Linked DNA regions of Mus musculus: region 1 is linked to region 2. Evidence: chromatin contacts called from public HiChIP or PLAC-seq data. All regions are on one chromosome and are shown on one strand. Each heading gives the region's core, a stretch centred on a gene start, on an enhancer-like site or on the middle of the called end of the contact. The rest is flanking DNA. Distances are from core to core; before and after follow the strand shown.

Region 1 (4,941 bases), core at 24-2,523, 130 kb after region 2:
TTGACATAAGAATGGTCTACAAAAAAAAAAAAATGGTACTCAACAGTTAAAGCAGAAAAGTTCCATCAACTGGCCCTCACTCCGAAATCATGACAATGTACGCAAAACATATAAACACCTTTGAAGAAGAGGAGAAGCTTAAAAACTCCTTGAATGACCATTACAAATTTGACAAGAGGGATGTACATATTATATTTAATCCAAATATTAAAATTTGCAAAAAGTGTCAAATAGTGTACTTTTCTACATTCCACACTGCTTCGTGGTGAATTGAGAAGTCCAAAGAAGCACACTCAGTTGGTGGCAATAGATTCTAAGAAAGTAACAAAGCCTATCTGGTGTTCACGAGGACTAGACAAAAGCTGCAGATAAAGCCAGCAGTTAACCGGATTCACAGCTTCTCCCATGGTTGCTTAGCACCTGGAGTATAGGAACAACTCCTCTGAGTGACTACTACTGTACTCTTACGTACTGAGAATCCCTGTCTGAAATCACAGACTTTGTCATCTGAACGTGTATCAGTAAGAACGACACATGCCCCTCCTGTCCAGAGTTTAAATCACTGCCGAGGAGGAGAAGCCTTGGTTTCCATCACAGATGAAGGCTTCAGACCAAGACAGCAGGATCCTGAGTCCACTTGCAAGTCCAGACTAGATGTAAAACTCATTACATTACACACAGTCCTGCTTTGGTATGAAACTATCAAAATATGGCTTTATTTAAATTTCACCTAAAATGCCTCTTCTCCAAATGCTATCCAAATTTTATCTTTTCCTTTGTTTGGTGATGTCACTGTTGTTGGGCAATCATCTCCTTCCCTGCAGAAAGCCAGGAAACTTAGTGCTATTGGATTGTAAATCTGTCCCTGATGTCTGGGCTCATTAGTCCAGATAAAATCCACAGGACATTTGCTGCCCAATCTCTTCATGTCTGTGCTTTAGGATTATGAAGTGCCCCACGAGGACAGGAGAAAAAAGCCAGCTGGTTTAAGGAAGACAGTTTAGCTACCATAGAGAAGAGTTCATGAGACCACAAAGCTAATCTTATTTTCTTCACCAATGAGTCAAAGATTAACTCTACTCTCACAGCTCCTAGGTCAGCCTTCTAGAAAAAGACCTCTTGGTGAAGATTAAGGAAATACCTTGCTGCCTTCTACTATCTGTCAACCATGTCCAGTTCCACTACTTCCCTTCATTTCTGACAATGGGTCACTGATGGCCACTAGGGTGACATCAACATTCATGGCCATGGTAATGTCACATGGAAGGAAGAGAATAAACAGATGAATAAGCTCTTTGAGTCACTTGGGAAAAAGGAATTAATCGTCCACAAAAGATTACTATGCAATAAGTGCTCCCTACTGCGACACAGTATAATATTCTTTCCCCACAGATGATTTAGCATGTGGGGCATATAAAATATAAAAACACCATTAGAATTTAAACCCAGACAAAATTTGTTTAGGATAAAATTTCTGTATTAGAAGAGTTGTTATTACCTTAAATTCTGACAGCCATTCTTCCACAACTCCTATCTCTGAGGTGAACATCTTTCCACATTTGTTTCAAACCTTCAACCTGAAAATGAACACAGAAAAGTATGAAATATTTGAATTAATTTTATTTCAGTCTTAATACTTTGTACAGAGTTGTTCCTGCAGCTAGTTACTCCTTACTTGGGAAATTAGTTGCAATGCCCATAGGCAAACCTTAACGCAAAATTCTAACAAAAGTGTAAATAACATAAAATAATAAAACTGCCTCTACAATTTTCATTCAGCTTTCAGAAATGCCAGTTGTAAAATATTCAAACATTCTTTACTTTTGATTGTATAATTTCAAACATGATCATCTTAAACTTGTGAAAAAGACTTCAAAAGATTTGTTAACTACACATCCTATTGCAAGGCACTGTTTCTTGGATTAAATTTTATTCTGCAACTAAAAACACTTATTATGGAGCCTGGCAATAGTGTTCTTACTCAGTAATAAAGAACACCACAAACTCGCATAACCTGGGTCCCACTGTCTTTCAAAGTCTATAGACAACCCTAAAGGAAAAATACATGTTCTTGCCAACAAATAAATTAATCCATGGTGACTTGAGTGATGCATAGCTTATCTTTTAATAAAAAGAAGCCCATTATCAAGTCAAGAGTATCAGAAAAACACACATTTGTACTGTGCCTTGTATTTTATAGAACTGTCTAGATAAGCGGGTTTGGAATTATGTTCAAATATTACCCAAAGCACTGCTAGATCAGATACTGCCTTTAAAAGTCAACAGGGGGCGAGGGGGAATCACATCTTCAAATGTCAAGACTGGGGAAAATTCTCTTTTGACTCTAATAAAGTTGATAGCAAAGTTTCTGCTCTGTCTACCAAAAAGGCAAGTCTCCATTAACTTTATCCTTTGCTTTAGTTAACTACACCCTTTCATGTTGTTGCTGGGCTGTTTTGGTTTTGTTTTGCCTTAGGTGGGTGGCTGGCTGGCTGGTTGGCTGGCTGGTTAGCTGGCTGGTTGGTTGGCTGGTTGGTAGGCTGGATGGTTGGCTAGTTGGTTGGCTGGTTGGCTGGTTGGCTGGTTGGCCAGTTGGCCAGTTGGCTGGTTATTTCTCAGAGAGGGTTATACTCTATAGACTGGCTGCCCTCAGATGTACAACCTTCCTGTTTCAGCAGTGCTGTAATCATAGGCTTTAAGCTACTTTACATTCTTACTCATTTTCTTCCCACCTCTACCTACTGACATTATATATCCATTATATAGCCTTTTGTATTTATTTGTGAAACAGAGGATATGTAGATACAGATGTTTTCTTTTTATATTCTACTGCTTAATAAATAATAAAAAGGTATCAGGAATTGGCCTCAATATAGCATTGCAAATAATAGGGATGGTAAGATTTTCATGAAAATTCAAAAGAAATGCAGTTAAGATTAAGATCAATTTTGATGCTATTAAGAAGATATCAATAGGATGTGCAAAAGGTACAGGATAGTCAAGGCCTTGAAAACAACAGAGCTGGAAGACCTGGACTTCAGATAGCAGAATTTACTGTAGAACCTAACAAACTCAAAATTAGCATAGTGTTCTCTGAGGACAGAATAATATGCTAACAGAAGCAGACCTACAAATACACGGCCATTTGTGAATATCACAGAACACATGAGGACCACAGAATACATGGTCTCAATTCTGTGAGGGAAGGACAATCTCTAAAATAAATGTGGCTAGGCCAACTGGACAGCTGAGTGGGCAGAAGAAGGAAAGAAAGGGAGGGAGGGAGGGAGGGAGGGAGGGAGGGAGGGAGGGAGGGAGGGAGGGAGGGAGGGAGAAAGCCAGTCACAGCTAGCCATGATGGCCTAGATCACATTACATGCAGAGCCCATTTCTAGTTGAACTATAGATCTAACAACAACAAAAGTAAGAAAGGACCTTTATAATGTTGGAATAGGGATAGATCTCCTAAATCAAAGGCACAAAGGACTATCATAGGTGAGAGAAGAATACATTGCATATCACTAAATGTAACAATTTTTTATTCTAATTGAGCAGTGGTGGCAAGCCTTTAATCCCAGCACTTGGGAGGCAGAGGCAGGTAGATCTCAAGGCTTGATGCCAGCCTGGTGTACAGGGTGAGTTCAGAATAGCCAGGGCTACACAGAGAAACCCTGTCTCAAACAAACAAACGAATTATTTATTCCTCAAAAGATACCACTAAAAGGCTCAGGCAACATTATAGAGTAGAAGAAATTATTTTCAACTCAACTCATAATGTACATACGCAACTGAAAGTCCCATATCAGAATATAATAAAGACCAATTTAAGAAAAAAGCAGAAAACCCAATAGGAAAAAAAGACCACCACTTAACCAGGCAGAAACTTAACAAATGAGAAAGGAGTATTCAACTTTGCTAGTCATCAAGGAAGTCTCTCTCTATCCCTCTCTCTCCCTCCCCCCCTCTCTCACACACACACACATACACACACACACCCCAAATATAGCTAGAATGAAAGACTGATAATACCAGTGTGAGTTTGAATAAGATGTTCCCCATAAATCTCTGGCATTTGAACACTTGGTCTCCAGTTCATGGCTGTTTGGGGAGAACTAAGAGGCATGGCTCTGAGGAAGGAAGACTCCTGCCATTTTAAGTTAACTTTCTACTCTTGTTTGTGGATTGAGATGTGAGCTGTCAGCTATTGCTCCAGCACCATTGACTGGCCGCTGCCATGTTTCCTACCATGACTGTGATAAGAGTCCTATATGTCTGAGACCATAAACCCAAAGGACACTTCCTTCTATAAGCTTTTTTCCCTTGCTGTTTATTTCTAAGACAGTGTCTTGCTATGTAGCTCAGACTGGATTTAAACTCATTATGTAACACAGACTGACATCAAACTCTTAGCCATTCTCTTGCCTAAGTTTCCCAAGTGCTGAGATTACAGTGTGCATGACAACACTCAGAACCCATAATAGTTTTATATTACAAAGTCAACCCAGTGCCTGGAGGATACTATGTTAAGAAATAAGCCAACCTGAAGATCAGAAACAGAGTAGCATGGAAATGACCAATGAGGATGCTGGACAAGGAGAGTGCATTCCATCTTTCCACTCGGCATACATGAAAACTGTCAAGAGAGCAGGTATGAAAGGTTCTCACCACACATACAAAAACAAGTATGTGAAGTGGTGCAAGTCTTAATCTGTTTGATTTCATCACTTTACAATGTGGACATGTCAAAATATATTGGTCAACCCTGTAGTACCAGCACTTGGGAGGATGAGATAGGAAAATTCAAGGCCAGCCTGGGTTGCATAGAGAATTTAAAGTAAGTCTGGGTTACATAGCAAGACTTTTTCTCAAAAATAGGAAACAAACAAACAAACAAACAAAAATCAGAAACATAGTATAATAATAAACATGCACATCTTTTTT
Region 2 (5,179 bases), core at 1,883-4,382:
AAACTTATTGACTAAGCATATTGACCTTTAAATCTATTGGCTAGCAAGCGTGACACACATTTGAACTCTACCTGGGACTTTCCAGAGGGTCAGGTGACTATCAGTCAGCACATTCTGAGATTTTTTTACTCAGGAATGTTCTTATGGGTGGAGAATGGAACTTGGCCCAGCCTAGACCCCAGGTGGGAGGGGGAAAGCTATAAGGAGGGTGTGGGACTGGAAAAAGCCCCTAGGGTTCCCCAACAGTGTTCCTGTAGATGGTGTCTACAGCACAAACCTTCCTGACATTCCAGGAAATAACTGTGGTGCCTCCATTTCCCCAAATCTTAAAGCTTTTATTCTTCAAGCCTGTCTTCACACATAACATAATTTTTTGTTGTTGTTGTTGTTGTTTTGTTTTTGTTTTTGTTTTATGAATGGTGCTGAAAATATATACAGTAGTTCAGTGGGGAGACCAATGCTTCTAAGATCACTTATCAACACCACAGGCTCTAGAACCCCATACCCCATGTGACCCACCAAGATCACACCTGAGAAGAGCAAGATAATAGAGATGTAAGACTCAGGCTGCTCAGGATCCTGTTGGCCATCAAACAGGACTGTACTTGGGTTAGTTTAGGTTCCTTCCAAAGGTAATAAACATGTGCCTGGTCATCTTTTAGCAACTCATGGTTTGAAGGGGAGTTCTTGTTTAATGGGAGGAAAAAGGTAGCCGCATCAAAAGGAGAGCAAAACCACAAAACACATAGAGTGTCAGTTTCCCTACGTGGAGCCAACTGGCAGTGATTCCTCTGGTGACCAAGCCATAATGCTTCCAAAGCCAGATAAAGGGAATTGTTCCCACTAGGCCACACAGCTGAAAGGGCTGGAGGATGCTAAGCAAGGAGTTTCCAATGCCCTGGGTGTCAGCATATACCATGGCAATGCAGTCAAACCCCAGAACTGTCACGTAGAGGAAAGCCAGACCTTACCAGCTAGGACAACAGTCTGTCGGCAGTACGCTTCCCATCCCTCCCAGTGTGTGTAGAGCAGTCTATGTGTGTCTTACAGGCAGTGGAGAAACCCTTTGGTTGTGGCCTGCTGTTCTTCAAGGCTGGAATTGTGTCCCTTTGGTCTTTCCAGGGTTCTGGATTTGTGGATGAATCTATTCATAGCTTTCCCAAACTCTGTTTCACCTAAAATAAAATCCAGATAAGCTTCAACCATATCCCTCGGTTGTTCATGGTAGACTCCTCTGCTTCCATGTTGAATGGTTTGTGTGTGTACCTCTATCTTTCCTTCCTCAGGGATCTGGGATTTGCTACAGTTCTGGAATGTCAGTGGTATTGTAAGACCCTAGGGAACAAATCTGACTCATGAGTTCCAGGAGTTGTTGGACGAATACCCGTATCTTCCTGGCCTTCAGTGAGACAGTCCTGAGTACATGATACAGTCCCTGAAGATTTCCCACTCTCCCTACAGTCATATTCATGCCATTCCCTTTATCGACATCTCCCCCACCCTGCTCTCGTTTCCTGTCCCACTTCCCTTTCTTTTCCTCGATGTCTGGATCACATTGCAAACAGATTAATTTTCACCCTAGAATCTTGTCTTAAGATAGGCTCAGGAAAGAACCAAGCTAAGGCACAGAGGAAAGGGAAAGAGAAGGGGCTAGTTCAGAAAGCACGAAGACCAAATTGCCACTTGCTCAAAATGTGAGCTCCTGGAAATCGTCACAGGTACTTACTGGTTACTCTTTCTAAAAAACTAGATGCTTGTGGAGGTGGATTAGAAATACACAACTATTTCAGAGGTACTCAGCACAGGGAAGACAAGTCCTGCAAAGTCCTGAGGAGCCAAGTAGAGCTCTGAAGGAAGGTGAGGCACAGGGGGCAAGAGGTAGGAGCTGCTTATTATACAAATGGATGTACTGCCAGGCTACTAGAAACAAAGATGACAACCAAACAACAATGGTGGAAATACAGAGAACATTGGCTTCAGTCTTATTGTATGGGAGGGGATAAAAGCAGGCTTTGTGTACAGTACCCTACTGAAATCTCACAGTATCCTGATGAAATTAGTTCTGTAATTGTTCTTACTTTGCAGAGAGGCAGAGAATATGAAATAAAGTAACTTTGAAAGTTCACATAGGCAAAACATGGAGTGGGCATACCCTTTCTATTGAGCTACCACTTATGTATTCCTCTGTCCATTTATCATCTGAATACACACCTCTACATATTGATCTTTCATCTTGTTCATAAAGTTGATCTAGTGTTTTGTTGTTGTTGTTTGTTTTTTTTTTTTTTTTGGGCTTTTCAAGACAGGGTTTCTCTGTATAGCCCTGGCTATCCTGGAACTCACTTTGTAGACCAGGTTGGCCTCGAACTCAGAAATCCACCTGCCTCTGCCTCCCAAGTGCTGGGATTAAAGGTGTGCGCCACCACTGCCCGGCTAATCTAGTGGTCTTTATCTGAAAAATAAATTGAGAAAAGTGAATACTAATCATAAGCCCATAAGAAGAAACTGAATTAATCAGGGAGATGAGCAACATTGTCAATAGGTGAAGATGGCTCTTACTTGGGAATGACGTCATGTCTACTGGCAGCGTTCCCACCCCTGTTCTTCCCCATATACATAGGGAATTTATAATTTTGAAACAAATGCTGCAGGGATCCACTCTATTATCGTGACCAAAGAGTGGCCCATCCTCCTTGACACATTTGCCTCTCTTAAGTTTTTAGAGGTTTTGGGGGAGGAATTTACAAGATGGGAAGGAGTAATTCGTCTCCCAAGATGGTAGGATAGGCTATGCAGGTCCCATGGGCATGCTGCTTGCCCTTGCCCTTCTCAGATGGAGTCCCTGAAGTTTTAATAATCCATTTAACTGTACCAAGTTACCCTGCCTGCCCCCTGAAATGTGGTCAAGCCATATGAACTCAGCTGCAGCCCACTGTTTGTATGTACACTCGCAGACAGAATATTAAGATGTGGTTAGACACATGGCCTGGAAATAATAAACGAAACACCAACATAGGAAGAGTAAACAAAATGAGAGACCTCGCTGAGTTTGCATTGCCTTGGGTGTGCAGCCTCCAAAGAAGGCTTGCTGCCTCTCTAGGAAGCACCCCGCTGTGCACTGCTGGGGTTTTTACAGCCAACAGGGGAACTAGTTGATAAACCCTGTACAGAAATAGAACCTCTACAAGAAGTGAAACCAAGTTCCATCTGAGAATGAAACCACACCCAGTCACATGAGATGCCCGTGTTGTCACCTGGCTCAGGTCACAGGGGCCAATGGGCTGGTCCAGCTGCCTCACTGCTGTGTCCTTCTCTGCAAGGGGGAGGGGGAAACACTGAGACTTAGTGGACGGATGCTGCCTTTTCTGCTGACCTTGACACCGTGTGCTCCCTGGGCTTGTCCTGAGTGTCAGTGATGTGGACAGCAGGTTTGTCTGCAGACTAGCAATGGCCCTTTCAACCTGGGTGACAGCTGCAAAGGCAGCTGTAGTGGATGTGAGTGATCAGATTAGTAAAGTGAGAGAGAGAGAGTAGGTCACCTACAGTCCTTGCAGTGCTGATAACAGTGATGGTCACCGATTTGTCGCCAGCACAGTGACATGGGAAGGAAGATGGGGGGGGGTAGGAGAGGTGGGGGAAGAGGTGAATGGGAAGAATTCTTACTGTGTCAGGCGAATAGTCACCAACCTCATTCATCTCATTTAACTCTTACAATTCTAAGAAGCTAATGGTGCTTCCGTTTTACAAACTAGAAAACTGAGGCACACAGAGGGAAACTGCTTTCTCAGGATTGCAGAGGAAGAACATGATGGAGCCAAGCCTCAAAATCCAGGCCGTCTGACTCCAAAGCTTATGGCTTCTACCACCATTGAAGAAAAGATCCCCAAATTTATTTTCAAACCTGTAATAAACTTGAGCCAAAAAATTTACCCTGAAGTCCTTTAAAAGAAGTTAACAGAGAGAAGGAAAGTTTTCTTGACCCCAAGCAGAGGACACACTGAAGTCTCATGCGGCTTTTCTTATTCTGGATGATGTTGTTGAAGCTGCAGTACATCTAAATAAGAACTGTTTAGATAGAAAGCATGATAAGGGGTTCCAGTCTGCAAGGCGAGTATTTTAGACTCCTTAATAGCTTCCTTTATCTTGGCCATCAACTCACAGGCACTACAACTGCTCAAGTATAGGGTAGCCTGAAGTGTTCAGCTCTAAGTTGGCAATTAGAACACATTGCATCAGGAGCCATGCACGCTTTGTAAATGGAGGCAAAAGACAAGCTGTCAGATCATCCCACTGTCAGAGCATCCTGCTGCACTCACCGCTTTATTAGAACGCTAATTTCTACCACCACCATCAGCAATAATCAAAGGTCACGCTGGAGGGTAATATTTTGTGGAGAATGTAGGAAGTTATCACTGGCAAGAATTTAGAAATCTTTTCATTCGCTTGTCTGGGCCTAAAACGGCTCCAGAATGTCGGTAAATGAAAATCTTCCCTCCAGAACCACGGTCTACCTGTGTATTAGGGGACAGCAGAGGTGGTCATTTCTTGGGCATTCCTTCTATGCGGAACTTTAAAAAACTGGATTTCACGAAATCCTTCCTTTCCCAAAGTGAGCTGAGAGTGAGTGTGTAGATGGACACATGTGCCAGCATGCATGCCTGTGTATTTGCCCCATGCTACAGATGAGGAAAGTTGAGTTCCAAGAGGTTAAGCCCACTGCCCCAGGACATGAAGCTGGTAAAAGATATCAGGTTTCAGCTGAATTCAATTCTAGACCTGTTTGGCTCCAAATCCCTTTCTTCTACAGACTACAATATTGCTTTTCCTGTAGCCCTTAATGGCTTGTCACCTCTATTCCTCTGCCCATTGCACTGGTGAGGGTGGCACTGTCCACAGCTGATCTGTGTTGTCCCCTGTGAGGCTCACAATCCAGTCCCTGTGGATGGTGATGGTAAGAGCACTGCCAGCCAGCTTTGCCATAGCTGCTAGGGTAATCACCATTGCATAGCAGGCCGCCTACCAAGGGAGGGAAGAAGAGGCTGGAGGGAGGCCAAGAATAGACCTCTGGCCCAGGGAAGAACATGCTTATTTATCTGACTGCTTGAGGAACATGTAAAGGGAGCCTGTGACCTTTGAGAGGAAAAGGCGCTGTGTTAAGTCTAAGCCAAACGCATTTTAT

The links. HiChIP or PLAC-seq counts read pairs in DNA pulled down with a chosen protein or histone mark.
Region 1: a contact with region 2 is called in an H3K4me3 HiChIP or PLAC-seq map of bone marrow-derived macrophages, with 5 times the contacts expected there. The contact joins two enhancer-like sites. A contact is called at or near these places in 2 of 115 datasets of contacts at active chromatin or transcription factors (bone marrow-derived macrophages and fibro-adipogenic progenitors) and 3 of 9 other capture datasets (adipose tissue, liver and pancreatic islet).

The regions. Positions count from the first base shown.
Region 1 is chr5:23,998,443-24,003,383 of GRCm38.p6, forward strand. Fam126a (family with sequence similarity 126, member A) reads right to left here. Exons shown (of 11, transcript NM_053090.3): 2 at 1,499-1,577. The coding sequence starts at 1,549. Among named protein-coding and RNA genes, the nearest start is that of Fam126a, 30 kb to the right of the region's middle. Within about 2 kb of position 1,274, at least 15 of the 459 cell types and tissues checked have an H3K27ac peak or open chromatin away from gene starts, as enhancers often do. A contact at or near this core is called in bone marrow-derived macrophages, where this site is marked.
Region 2 is chr5:23,871,434-23,876,612 of GRCm38.p6, forward strand. It overlaps the pseudogene Gm9534. Among named protein-coding and RNA genes, the nearest start is that of Gm42228, 21 kb to the left of the region's middle. Within about 2 kb of position 3,133, at least 62 of the 459 cell types and tissues checked have an H3K27ac peak or open chromatin away from gene starts, as enhancers often do. A contact at or near this core is called in bone marrow-derived macrophages, where this site is marked.